Linked DNA regions of Mus musculus: all the other regions are linked to region 1. Evidence: chromatin contacts called from public ChIA-PET and promoter capture Hi-C data. All regions are on one chromosome and are shown on one strand. Each heading gives the region's core, a stretch centred on a gene start, on an enhancer-like site or on the middle of the called end of the contact. The rest is flanking DNA. Distances are from core to core; before and after follow the strand shown.

Region 1 (4,409 bases), core at 764-3,263:
TGAGCTGGTAACTTAAAAAAATTTTTTTAATTTTATGTATATGAGTGTTTTGCACACATGTATGTATGTATGTATGTATGAATGTGCAGCATGCGCCTCCAAGGTCAGAGGAGGGCATCATGTCCCCTGGAACTGTAGCTCAGATAGTTGTGAGCTATTGTGTGAGTATTGGGAACCATACATGGGTCCTCTGCAAAAGCAGCAAGTGCTATTAATTACAGAGCCACCTCTCCAGCCATCTCCAAGTCAAGCTTATATTTTATTCTTGTGTGTGTGTGTATGTGTGTGTGTGTGCATTTGTATGTCTGCCTGGGTACTCCAAGGCCAGAGGTCCTCAAGGGATGGGGGATTTTTCAAGACAGGGTCTCTTGCTGAGTAAGGTGCTTTTATTATTTAGCTAAGCTAGATCCGCACAAACAATCTGACCGTGAGTGTGCACAATTTATTTCCTGTTTTTAACATCCTGTTTGTGTTGTCTTGAGGAAAACACACTGTCTCTGGAGGCAATACTGCCTTTATCAATCTTGCTGGTTTCTTAACTCTCAGCGAGCAAGAAAGGTCAGGGTGAGGGCTTTTTTCTGTTCCCAGGGTCCTTGAAGTCCCTGTCTTTCTATTCTGCCTCAATTCCATTCAGGTCCGCCTCAGTGAACTGCTAAGCTCATCGGGGTTACCTACAAGTGCATGGCTATTTAGAGGTGTATGGGTAACTGAGGCATTGCCAACACTGAGAAGTCCACCCTAGCATGGGAAAACATGCTCATGACACAGCCTGCAAGGCTCCAGAAAGTCTCCTCTAACCAGCAACAGTGTACTCCTTACATGATCCACAAGACCTCCCGGGTCTTATGGGTGTCCTGAGCCCCGCTTTCCATCCTGAGGAAATAGCTACCTAGGGCAGGCCAAACAAGAGGCACCTGAAAGGTTGGTACCATAGTGAGTATATGGATGCACAAGACGTAACCACAAAAGGGGCTACAGAGCCTGCGAGTCTGCTTAGAGGTGGTCCTTCCAGAAAACCTAGGTTTGGTTTCTTAGCACCCATAAGCCAACTCAAAACTGCTTACGCCAGTTCCAGGGTATCTAAATGCCCTCCTCGAGCATGCACGTGGTACACAGATATATATATGCGGGCAGAACACCCACAGACATAAGAATTAAAGAAAGAATTAAATAAGATTAAAAAGATGTAACCATAATTTTTCAAACCCAAAAGATGCTTTTTTTTTTTTCAAGATGGCATTACTATATAGTCTAGAGTGGTCTCGAACTCCGAATCCTCCTGCCTCAGCCTCCTGAGTGCTGGGACTTAGGCGTGCACTTCCATGCCTAAACTTAAAAGCTGTAATTTTGGAGCAGTTAATCTAATGCACCCTTATTTCCAAAAATCTGGCTCGAATAGCAGTTTCTGGGCGCGGGGACAGGAAACCCAGCGAAGATGGCGTGCGTACCCCAATGGGCTAGATCCCGGAGCTGTCATTATAGCCCTTTTTAGTATCACAGCACACCTTGCGTTTGCCAGTTTAACTACCAAACACTTCTCTGCCCTGGACAAATTGTGCTAAGTCTGTCAGGGGACTCAAGAGGCAGGGGACGGGTGAAGGTTATAAAAACACTCGTTTCTACCTCCGCAAAACTCTGGCCGGTCATCAGGAAGGGGTCGCAGCGACGCTCCAGCGACCTGGGCATGGAGGTGTGCAAGCCTGGACCCAGGAGTCCCATCTCCGGTCCAGGGCGCTGCCTCGGGCTCCCAAACGCCCTCTGGCTCAGTTGCTTCCACCCCCGCGCCTCTATCCTTCATCTCCGTAGTTCTCCCTCCTCCACCTGGCACCGACATCCTTAAAAAGAGAATCGGAGTCGCCACAAACTTCATCTATGTATGGTGCGGCGGGAAGCCTTATCGAGTGCTCTCGAACGGCAACGCGGCGTGGCCCTCGCGGCGCCCCGTAGGCACTGATTTCTCTTCCGGGCCACCCTTCCCGGGGGATCTCCGTTTAGTAGTCTTGCCGTAGATGCTGCTGCCTCTCCTCCAAGAACCGCCGAGTTCTTGGAAGCCCGGTCTTGGATGAAATCGCCAGAGCCTCCCCGCGATCCGCCTCCCGGAAGCCCCGGGCGGCGCGACCGGAAGGACGCAGGCGCAGCGTCTTGACCTCGGCCTGGTCCAGTTCCGGGGTCGTTCGGCTCGGCTGTGCCAGTTCGGCGTCGGGCTCCCGCTTCTGCTGGGGCTGCTGCCTCTCGCCCACCGGCCCGGCCGGCCCGAGCAGCGCGGAACCGAGCCGGATCCGGGTCCACCCGGCCCGGCCATGAGCGCTGCCGCATGATGCGTCGCCGCCCGCGCCGTTGCAGCCGCCGGCCACCAGGAGCCTCAGCACTGGGCGACCCCGCCCGGGCCTCGGGTGAGTGCGGGGAGAGCGGCGGCCGCGACCCCGGGCGGCTCCCCGCCGCCTCCGCGCTGCGGTCCCCTCGGGGGCTCTCCAGTCTCCTCTGCGGACCCCGCAGGATCGAGCCCCATTTGCACCTGCAGCCTTTTGCCTGACCTTGGGCGCTCCAGAGCTAACGTCAGGGTGGCTGTCATAAAGTGCTGTCACCGGTCTGCGAGCTGTCAAGTTTTTTTATGGTCATGCTTCGTCGCAGGTCTGTCTTCCCAAGGCCTCTGTTGTCTCTCTTTAGCGGGACTCTTCTGTTCTTTGCCGGTCTCCCTTCTCTTCCCCCCTGCCCCTGGCCATGGTGTTAGGAGGGTAGTTACCCGGAAGGGCATCTGGGATAATCGGGTCAGCTTTCAGGGCAATAAGGTTCAACTCTATTGAGCTGTCATTATTTCTAGAACTAAGTCCCTTCTAGCTATTAAATAGGCACATTTTATTAGCTCGTGAACAGCCAGTTTATTGTGGCAATTAAATTGGAGTAGTCATAGTTGCAGCAGTCTGCACTGTAGCGGCTTTCACTGGTGTGTGTGGCGCTGTCCAAATCCAAGCTACAGTCTGCTTTGCAATCAGTCCCCTTAGTGAGGGAGTACACTTGTGTTTATTTTACTGCCTTGGGAGAGAGGTCATTTATATTTCTTGGTAAATCTGCCCAGCACACCACTCTGATCTTTCCAAAGTTGTTTATAACTTTCACTTAATTCATGCTACATTTAGAAACAACAACAAAAAAAGATACCTTGTGATACTTGCCCCTGCAGAAGTGGTTAAAGAGAAAGGTTCTTGGAGGTATTTTACAAAATGGGCTAATGGGAGTGTTAATTTCATTTTTTGAACGTTGCACAAAATAGACAGGTTGGGGGTGTTGAAACTGTGTTGTGTACTCTGTGGAGTTACTGGTAAGGAGTTACTGGCTTCTGGGCTGAGAGTGGGAAAAAGTGAAGAGATAATTTCACTCAGAATTTGTTCAACAGCACTTGACTCTTGAGTGTCTGGGCGCTTGGTCGGTTGATATACTTAAAAATAAAACTCTAAGCTGGATGTAATGGGTGCACACCTTTAATCCCAGCATTTGGGAGGCAGAGACAGGAGGATTTCTGAGTTCAAGGCCAGCCTGTTCTACAGAGTGAGTTCCAGGACAGTGAGGGCAACACAGAGAAACCATGTCTCAAAACAACAACAACAAACAAACAAATTAGAACTCTGTGGCTTTGCTGCTCATCATGCCTTAAAATCAAGCCCTTTTTAAGAATGGAAGAGAAGGCAGGTATAGCCCCAGCATCCAAGAGGTAGAGGTGAGAGGATTGAAAGTTCGGACCTACCCCAAGCAAAGCAAAACAAGATGGGAAAGGACCCAAGCTAATGGGGTGGTCCTCAGTTCAGAAGTGTATGTGAAGTGAAAGGACAGGCAAGATTGTGTACTCTCATTGAAATTATTACTTTCTCACTTGAGTGTCAGTGATATAAGACAGTATGATTGCTCTTTCTTCACCTGCGGAAAGGAGACGAAGTCAGTCCCTACAAAAGGGACCTCTTGGGTGCATTGGAAGTGGTTTTTCATCACCCCAGAGCTTCCTAGCTTCGGTACCTGCCGAGCAGTGACACGTAATGATTTACTAGAGGCAGCTTTTGAGGAATATTTCTTCAAAGTAATGTTTTGATTATTGAAGTAACATATGTGCTGGGCGGTGGTGGCACATGCCTTTAATTCCAACACCTGGGAGGCCGAGGCAGGCAGATCTCTAAGTTCAAGGCCAGCCTGGTCTACAGAGTGAGTGCCAGGACAGCCAGGGCTACACAGAAGAGAAACCCTGTCTTGGAAAACAAAAAACAAAACAAAACAAAACCCGTAACATGCTTTAAGAATTAATTAATTAATTTATAAATGCGTGTGTGTATGTACCTGCCCCATGTGGGCCAGAAGAGACCATTGGATACCATGGAACTGGAGCTACAGGTGGTTGTGAGCTGAGAAATTCAGGTGCTCTG
Region 2 (4,108 bases), core at 363-2,862, 160 kb after region 1:
TAGCTGTAATTCCAGGTTCAGGGGGTCCAAAGTCTTCTGACCGCCACTGCCCACACGTGGCATGTGCCCTTACATGTATGCAGGCAAAGCACGCATTCACATGAACTTAAGAGCAGGGCGGGGGAGATGGTGGAGCACTCGTCTGTAGCAAATCAAGAACTGAGAGCTGGCGTCAGCCCCGGGAGCACCTGCTCGGCCAAACCGCTCGTTCCCATCACCGCAGGGAGAGCCCCCGACCACTGGCACGTGTGCGAGCGCTTTACTTACAAGCTATCTATCATGGGCGTTGATGTGCAAGGCCGCTGCACTTTTGAGTACAGAGGAATGAACTTCATCAGGTGATACATCGGAGGGCAAGCCACCAATGCCTGCAGGGTCTAAATGTCGGTAAGGAAGTGTAAAGGAAATGAAACAGACACAGAGGAACTTTTCTAAAAGGCACGTAAAAAAAAAAAAAAGATAAGCCAAGGACACTCAGCTACGTGGATATGTAAACACAAAGAGGAGTAAACCACATGAGAAGACAGCTGCCTTGTAAAGGCCATGTAAGGATCCTCTCTCTGTCGGCCGGCTGCAGGACACTCAAGAGCCTAGCTAGCTGAACAAAACACTCCCACTAGTTAGAGCAAAGCCTCTAGTTCTACGCGGCCATTCTGTCCTACTGTCTACCACCACTCCAATGAGAATAGAACATGCCCGACTCTACCCTTCATAAGCCAACAGATCAATCCTCGGACAGAGGGCGGAGAGGCTCCAGAGTACCACCGACCATGAGGCAGGCAGAGTGATGGCCCAGTCTCCGTGCTCAGAGCGCAGGCCGGCAGCCCTGGGGACGCTGCGGCAATCAAACACACCCAGACGGGAGAGTGGGCATGGTGGCCAGGCGCAGGGTTGGCAGCCAGGAAGGATACGGCATTAATGTAGCACCAGTTTCCTTTATTGATCAGCCCACGGGGTTGCAATGACACTGGCTTATGTATTAGGGTTACAGTCTCCAATAACTCTGCAAGAGTGAAGAAGCAAATGAAGACATTAACATTGCAGTCAGAATCCATGCACGGCGTTTCTGAAGTGCTGAGAGTCCTTCAGAAGAGCGTGTCCTCCGAAAGCCTTCACTTAGCACCGCTTTGTTACTAAGTTGGGGTGCAGGGGTGGGGGGCAGTTGTCTTGAACATCAACATTTACAGTTATCCTCTCAGTTTACACTAGGACGCTCCATGGCCAGAGACACCGACACAATAGCTAGCAGCAGAGAGCGGAGGTGGAAGACACTGGCATCCCCACCAAGGCTGACAGCATGCTTCACCAGCTGCTAAGTCCTCTGGATACCAGCTTCAAAGGGACTGTGGGGCAGGAGTGTGCCACCGGGCTCCCAGAAAACCCGGCAGACCACAGTGGGCGCTCAATGGCCGAGTATTAAGTGACAGCAGCAGCTCCTGCCAATCATGGAAGTGAGATCAGCCATTGGTCCACTAACTCCTCACTCCATTCAGAAGTGGGTGGGGCTTCTCTCCTGACACCCCGGAAACCACTTTTTTACAGCTTTAAGAAAGCTGTAAGCTGAGGAAGCACAGTGGGTGGCTTGATGTGGCTCCCATAGATCACTTTATCTGAGAAACTAAACCATTACAGGCTCCAGAGAAGCACCAGACACAGCCACTGAGAGCAGCCCCTTAGTGAAAGGTGTGCAGATCTAAGACAGGAAGACGCATGCTGACAGCTCCCACCAGTCCTGGAGCTGTCCAGTAACACTCAACTGCATAGTCATAACTCTGCCAAAAAGGGACTCTGACACCTCCTCTTACAGATGAGAAAACTGAAGTCACAGCACTGAGCCAGATACAACTGTGGGTCTACCTGGTGGGCTCAGCCGTTCCTAGCACTTGCTGCCAGGCCTGATGATCTGAGTTCACAGCCCCTTGTGGTAGAAACACAACCAACTTCCACAGCCTGACCTCACAAGCACACACACTTGTACATACACACAAACATGCTTGCAAGCACAGAAGGAACAAATAAGTCTAAGGAAGAAATGTTTTTAAATATTATGTAAGGCGGGACGCCCTCTTTCCCCCTCCCACTGCCTTCTGCCACCTGTTCTTGGGCTAAACAAGGATCCATAGTACAGCAATGATCACAGTAACCTCCAAACCTGTGTGTTCAAACAAAAACACACCCCAAAGCAACACCACAGGCTCTACAGCAGCCATCAACGGTGTGGCAAGCTTTTACAGAATTAGAAGCTAGGTCTTCCTACCATGGCTGACCTCTGTAAGAACAGCTAATGCATCCCGCGTGCACCCAAGCCTGCAACTAGCCCCGCTCCAGGCCAGCTCAGACAGGTAATGAAGGGCTCACTGTCCCGGACAGCACCACAGACTGTAAAAGAGTCTGGGGAGTATGCTTCACCTACAGATATACCAAGAGAACAGCTAGATGACTGGAGGCGCAGACATCAGAAAATAGGCAGTGGGGGAAAGGTGTCTGTCTATCCGGAGTAACATAAAGGACAGCAGGAAGTATGAACACTGAATGGCGACTTACACATAGGTATCAGCGTGCTGCAGTCCCAATACTCCCACGGTCACGCACAACCTTCAGGTTCAGGGTGCAGACTAATGGTATCAATATGAAGAAGCAAGCCAGAGATCTGGGTAAGAAGGTGGAAGCCAGTGTACACTGCTCAGTGGGATGCCTGGCCCAGGAGTTAGAGCCACATGGGCGGAGAAAATTCTGTTTTCCTAGTGAAGGCAAAGCCTTCTTGCGTCAGTTGAAGGTCGGAAGGGGTGGGGTACCATGATATTCACACCTGCTTTGGCACGGGCACTGACTGGGCCACATTTTTAAAAAATGAGAGACCTATGTGATGACGCTTGCCTGTAATCCCGGCACTTCGGAGGCAACGGTGGGCATCAGGAGTTCATGATCACTACACAGCAAGTTAGTTCCAGGGCTACAGAGAGACTGCAGGCTAAGGCGAGAATCTCCCCAAATTTGTGGGTACCTGACCTGGGTACAGTATGCAGTGAAGTGGCAGAAACAAAAGACACTGCTTTAAAGACAAGATAGGTGAAAGTAAGACCTTGCTCCCTAAAAGCTGACTCTGACACCACGAGATGCCTTTGGCAAGCATGCACACCCACTCACACATACGTGAAAACACACACACCGTAAGACTAGTGGTGTGGGTGTGCTGCATCAGTGTAAAAAAGAACCCAGCACCACATGTGACAGAGCTAATTCCTTTTCAAAAGGGAATTGGGTAAGCGGGTTGCGCTAAGCCCTAGAACAAACCTCTGTGGACCAGAGTGACCTCAACAGCCTGGGGGCTCCCACAGGTGACACAGGAGAATGCAATCCAATCTGAAGCCAGCTCTAATCAACTCCTTCCCAACTGGGAAACCACATGTTCAAGGCTCATTTCTGCATGGTCCTCTTCTAGAACCAGCAGGTTCCATTTTCCAAGATAGTGAGCCTGTCTCTTAGCGCCACCCAGTGGTCTGTTCAAAACCTGCACGCAAGCAGACCTGGGACACAGACAGTGCAGCAGACAGGACAGACAACTGCTGCAAGCAGTGCTCAAACTGCTGCCTTCTGGTAGAATTCTCAAGTGCAGGGTAACTCTTTACAGGCAGGTAGAGAAGAGAGACCTAGGTTTTTCTTTCCCTAAAAATTACTCCATTGTTCTTGGGGCTGGAGAAACGGCTCAGCACCTTAGCGTCTCTATGCTGATACTTCAGGAGAAGCTCCATGCCCTGCCCTTTGCCCCCAGACTGCTGCCTCTTGGCAAGCCCTGGGCAGTCAGCCCTGAGCACCTCGCTGCTCACTTACTCCCGAGAGTGGTGCAGACATTCTTCTCCCGTCAGCAGTATGCCAGTTCCATGGTTCTCAAGTTTCCTTCCACTGATTTCCTGATTCAGTTACTCCTACTAAAAATGGCCAATATAGGTGAGCAGTGGTGGGGCACACCTTCAGTCCCAGCACTCAGGGGGCAGAGGCAGGAGGATCTCTGAATTTGAGGCCAGCCTGGTCTACAGATTGAGTTCCAGGACAGCCAGGGCTACACACTCGCTATCTTGAGCTTACTACCCACAAAGGGCCAATATGC
Region 3 (4,415 bases), core at 1,036-3,535, 190 kb before region 1:
CCCTCCTCCTACAAGGAACTCCTGGCATAGGTGGGCTGCGTCTCCCTCCCCACAGTAGCCACCTACTTCTTCCCTCGGAGCCAGTGCCACAGCCTGGAATCCTTCATTCCCAACAGCCAGAGTTCACATTATAAACCCTCCCAACACAGCAAAGACTAGGCCTCCAAATGCCACGGCCGGGGTGCAGAGACTCAGCCCTTCACTGTCACCCTGAGACTGGCTGACGCCTCTTGGCTTGGCCCCAGTGGCTCCTCACTTATATGACATGACCCTCAAGGCCTCTGGGATTTGGTGACCCTCAGACACCTGTTTTCTGTGCTTAGCTGTGTGCTCCAGGCCCAATACGAGCTTATCTTCTGCAGAAATTCAGGACTCTCTATGGATTGTGGTCTTTCAGCTCTGTCCTCATTGCAGAGGAACTTGGCGGTCTAGAACCTGCCATTTACAGGCCCAGTGGGGTTCAGGCCCTGGTTGATCTGACCTTGCTCGCCTCTGACCAACAAGGGTCTGATGGACTGGCCCTGAGCTGGCTTGCCACTGCCTACTTCCTCAGAGGCCTTTACAGACTACCTCACATCAACAAGCCTGCCACACCAGAGGCTGGTGCAGAGACGTGCGCTAATTAGCTGTCATGAGCGAAGCACAGGCCTGTCCCCCCCCTCCCCAGCAATCTCACCCGGTCACCCTCTGCCACCGTGTGTCACCATGCGATAAAAGGAGTTGTGTTCAAAGACGGCTCACTGACAAGAGGCTGGGCAGCCCGTGGAGGCAGAGGACGCCTGTCTGCCACTCGCTCGTCAGGGAGGGCAGACACAGGAGAGCCACAAAGCACAATTAGCCTCTGCCAGTTTTTTCAGAAGGGCAGACTCTGCACTGGGCTCTTCTGAGTGACAGTGGGGGGTAGGGGGCACAGTGGCTCTGGAGTTCCTGTTTCTGCCCCAGCTATGTGACCACGGGCAGGTCTCTCACTTGCTGAGCCTCGAGCCTGTAAAGGGGAGGAGGTGACTGTCACTATGAGGGCATCAGGAATCTCCAGCAAGAGTGACTTCTTAGGTGGATACCCCAGGCTATGCTTACCCTTGGCTGATTCTCCCTGAGGATGCAGGCCAGGCCTCACCTCCTTTTCATTTTGCAGCAGGAGGCCTGATCACAGACACTCCTGAGATAAACAGACACAGAAACCCCATATCTTTCTGCCCATAGCCCTGAGTCCCTATGACCACAGGATGTCAGGACAGATCTTTGCAGTATGCACCGGGTAAGCAGAGCAGAGAACAGGCTAGCATCCAGCGCCCAGGCAGCTCTCTGGAGACCACAAAGGCCCTGTGGGTTAGTTACCTTGTTGCTGTGGAAACCCGCCCCTTCTGGAGAAGCCGGGTGAGTTGATCTGCTTGACTTGAGAAGCAAGGTCTTTAAGGTTACGGCCACATGTGATCAGGCCCATGAGAAGACTGCTTCAGCCCCATGTGCTCCTGGAGGGGCAGAGGGCTGCTGTGGCTCTTCCGCGGGTGGGCCTAGCGTGGGAAGACATTCAGCCTCTGCAGGCACAACCCTGAGAAAGCAGCGTTGCCTAGCCCTTCCTAAAGCCTGGTCCTGTGCTTACAGGGGTTCACCATCTCTAGTCTCCTGTCACCTTCACTGGTGACAGTCACTGTATACGCAATAGGGAGCTGGAGTCACCCCCAGAACCACCTCTGGATCTCCTGTGGGACCCACATAACTTCTAGCAGGACCACACAGCCCTGCATTTTTATACCCTGTCACTGTTCATCCTACGATGACCATGCCAGATGCTTCCACGGTGAGACAGCCCCAGACAAGGCTCCTTCTTTGCTGCAGCACCAAGCCAGTTGCTTGCCCTCTCTGTGCCTCACTGGCTGCTGTTAGATCTGTGTCTCTTCACAGTAGAGACACAGCCTTTAGTTGTGGGACTCTCTAACTCACAGGTGTACCAGACAGTTGGGCAGAACAGAACACACAGTAGAACAAAGCGCAGCTCATAGTAGGGCAGGCTCAGCACACAGTGAGGCTGCTCAGAAGAGTGTCATGAAGTCCCCTAAGATACCCTAGCTACCCAGGTACCCTGTCCCCAGTTGCTGCTGCTCACTGGTCTCCGGCCTGGCCCCCAGGGCCACTCCTTGGCCACCTGCCCCCCCATTCTTGGCCCTGAGCCCTGGCAGCCCCCCAGAGCAAATCAAAAGTCAGCCTGGGCTCCAGAGCCTTAGGATCTCTGACCCTCTGACAGTTCCCCGTCTGCCTGGCAACCCATGGGCCTCCCACAAGAGGCTCTGGCCTGTAGAGATGAAGAGAACCTGCACCCACTGACATTCTCAAAGATCACCATGGCAACAACACAGCAGCCAGCTGGCAGGAGTTGAGGGGGCATGGAACAGCAGGCGTGGGTTCCTCCGGGAGAGGATCAGGCAGCTGGGCACAGGCCACGTGGGGTTGGGACTCAGGCCCATGAGTGTTAATGAAGGGCAGGTGCTTAAAGGGCAGTGTGGGGCCCCCACAGGGCAGTCACCCAAGTAGGGTGACTTTACCTTTGTCCCCCGGGTCAGCCCCCACTCACTCCCTTGTTGAGAAAGAGTTGGCTTAGGATCCCTCCCTACTTGGAAGCCAAGGTGCCTAACCCACTTCTTTACCTATAGGGCCAGCCTTCCTTGGTGAGGGTCACTCTAAGAAATGGAGTACAAACAGGCTCCAGGAATACCCTTTCACGGAGCCTCAGGAGGCTCTACCTCCTGGCATGTGGCCCAGGAAGGCCCAAGAAGTGGCCACGGAAGAGCCCTTCCTTGTTGTCACCTGAGGCCACTCAAGAATCTAGTGCCTAGCTCCAAGGTCATCACAGCAGGGAACTGCTGGCCACAGAAACGACCCTGCTCCTGTCACAGGCATCCCACTGCAGGTCATCCTGCTGGGAGACCGGGGAGCAAACTTAAGGCCCACCTCTGTCTCTCTGCCCTTCCCTAAAGTGGCTGAGGCAGTCCTCGCTCCTGGCCAGGCCTCCCTGCTGCGCCATGTACATTGCGCCCAGCTCCTCAGCCAAGGCCCTCACTCCATCTGTTCTGTAACCAAGCAAAGGAGGCGCAGGAGGAGAGGAGGGCCCACGGTTCCCCGGGCACCCATGGCTACCCTGCCCAGCTGGGGCTGGAGAGGACAGCTCCTGACGCTTTAGGGACAGGACCTGACTCCAGTCTCTTCTTCTGTATTGATGAAGACAGTCTACAAGATGCTTGCCCGGGACGCCATTTTGTTCATCTTTTAAGGCTTACTAACTGTCTTGGTCAGGGTTTCAATTCCTGCATCATGACCAAGAAGCAAGTTGGAGAGGAAAGGGTTTATTCAGCTTACACTTTCCACACTGCTGTTTATCACCAAATAAAGTCAGGACTGGAACTCAAGCAGGTCAGGAAGCAGGAGCTGATGCAGAGGCCATGGAGGGATGTTCTTTACTGGCTTGCTTCTCCTGGCTTGCTCACCTTGCTCTCTTATAGAACCCAGGACCACCAGGCCAGGGATGGTACCACCCACAAGGGGCTCTCCCCCCTTGATCACTAATTGAGAAAATGCCTTACAGCTGGATCTAATGGAGGCATTTCCTCAAGGGAGGCTCCTTTCTCTGTGATAACCCAGCTTGTGTCAAGTTGACACACAAAAGCAGTCAGTATACTAACCAACTTATAAATGCATACAAAACCAGTCACATCATGTGCTGTGTCTGAGACCTGGATTTAAAAACAAAAACAAAAAAACCAAAACAACAAACAAAAAACAAAAAACACAAATAAGCTCCCAACACTGACTGTTCCAGAACACTCTTTTCAAACTCTAAAACTAACATAGAAACTACCTGCCTTGCATCGCTGACTTCCCCCTGTCCTGCCCACACCAGACCAAAGACCTACATGCCCAAGAGCGGAGCCAGCTAGTAGTACGCCCGTTAACAGCAGACTGTTCTAGATCAGCACTATCCAAGGCAGCAGCCGTTGCCACCACCACTGCCAGCCACCCGTGGATAAAGGGGCACTTGAAACTCAGCGGTACAACTCAGAGCTGAGGTTTGCCATCGCGTGTCATTTAAGCAGAGCGATGCTTGCCTAGCACAGCGGGCGACACCTTGGCTTCTGCTCCTAGCACTGCAAATACTCCTAAAGATTTTAAATAAACCCTCACGGCCACACAGTGGCTGGAGGCCTCTGCTGACCGGAATCTCTTGAAAAGAAAACCTTTATCGACTGGTGTGAGCCTGCCCTGAGGCCAGAGGAGGGTGAGTGGTGGACAGAGGCCGGGGCTGAGCACACAGGTGAGCACACAGAGGTGCGGTTGGGCTGGCGAGCTCCTCCAGGTGCACAGCATCCCTGCAGGTTCCAGGCTGCTTGTAGGCACTATGGAAGATGCAGAGCCTTAGGCTA

Evidence for each region. Promoter capture Hi-C pulls out the DNA fragments that hold promoters and counts their contacts. ChIA-PET counts read pairs in DNA pulled down with a chosen protein or histone mark.
Region 2: a contact with region 1 is called in an RNA polymerase II ChIA-PET map of effector CD8 T cells, with 27 read pairs. The contact joins the enhancer-like site here to the promoter of Zdhhc7 in region 1. A contact is called at or near these places in 10 of 39 promoter capture datasets (the 3T3-L1 cell line, 3T3-L1-derived adipocytes, the C10 cell line and 7 more), 1 of 15 datasets of contacts at CTCF or cohesin (CD8 T cells), 20 of 484 Hi-C or Micro-C datasets (the C2C12 cell line, CD8 T cells, the CH12 cell line and 16 more), 34 of 115 datasets of contacts at active chromatin or transcription factors (the 230-238 cell line, the HPC-7 cell line, the SCID.adh cell line and 26 more) and 3 of 9 other capture datasets (adipose tissue, liver and pancreatic islet).
Region 3: a contact with region 1 is called in a promoter capture Hi-C map of neural stem cells. The contact joins the enhancer-like site here to the promoter of Zdhhc7 in region 1. A contact is called at or near these places in 2 of 39 promoter capture datasets (liver and neural stem cells), 2 of 484 Hi-C or Micro-C datasets (the N1E-115 cell line and nephron progenitors), 2 of 115 datasets of contacts at active chromatin or transcription factors (both in embryonic stem cells) and 1 of 9 other capture datasets (pancreatic islet).

Annotation. Positions count from the first base shown.
Region 1 is chr8:120,099,076-120,103,484 of GRCm38.p6, reverse strand. Zdhhc7 (zinc finger, DHHC domain containing 7) reads left to right here and starts at 2,013. Exons shown (of 8, transcript NM_133967.3): 1 at 2,013-2,393.
Region 2 is chr8:119,943,970-119,948,077 of GRCm38.p6, reverse strand. It overlaps Usp10 (ubiquitin specific peptidase 10), which reads right to left. Exons shown (of 14, transcript NM_009462.2): 5 at 912-1,003; 6 at 268-377. Among named protein-coding and RNA genes, the nearest start is that of Usp10, 36 kb to the right of the region's middle. Within about 2 kb of position 1,612, at least 38 of the 459 cell types and tissues checked have an H3K27ac peak or open chromatin away from gene starts, as enhancers often do. A contact at or near this core is called in CD8 T cells, DN3 thymocytes, T-cell acute lymphoblastic leukemia and 2 more, where this site is marked.
Region 3 is chr8:120,290,446-120,294,860 of GRCm38.p6, reverse strand. It overlaps a transcript of Gse1 not described here. Among named protein-coding and RNA genes, the nearest start is that of Gm32968, 35 kb to the left of the region's middle. RefSeq lists an enhancer at 68-2,849. Within about 2 kb of position 2,285, at least 75 of the 459 cell types and tissues checked have an H3K27ac peak or open chromatin away from gene starts, as enhancers often do. A contact at or near this core is called in the N1E-115 cell line, neural stem cells and pancreatic islet, where this site is marked.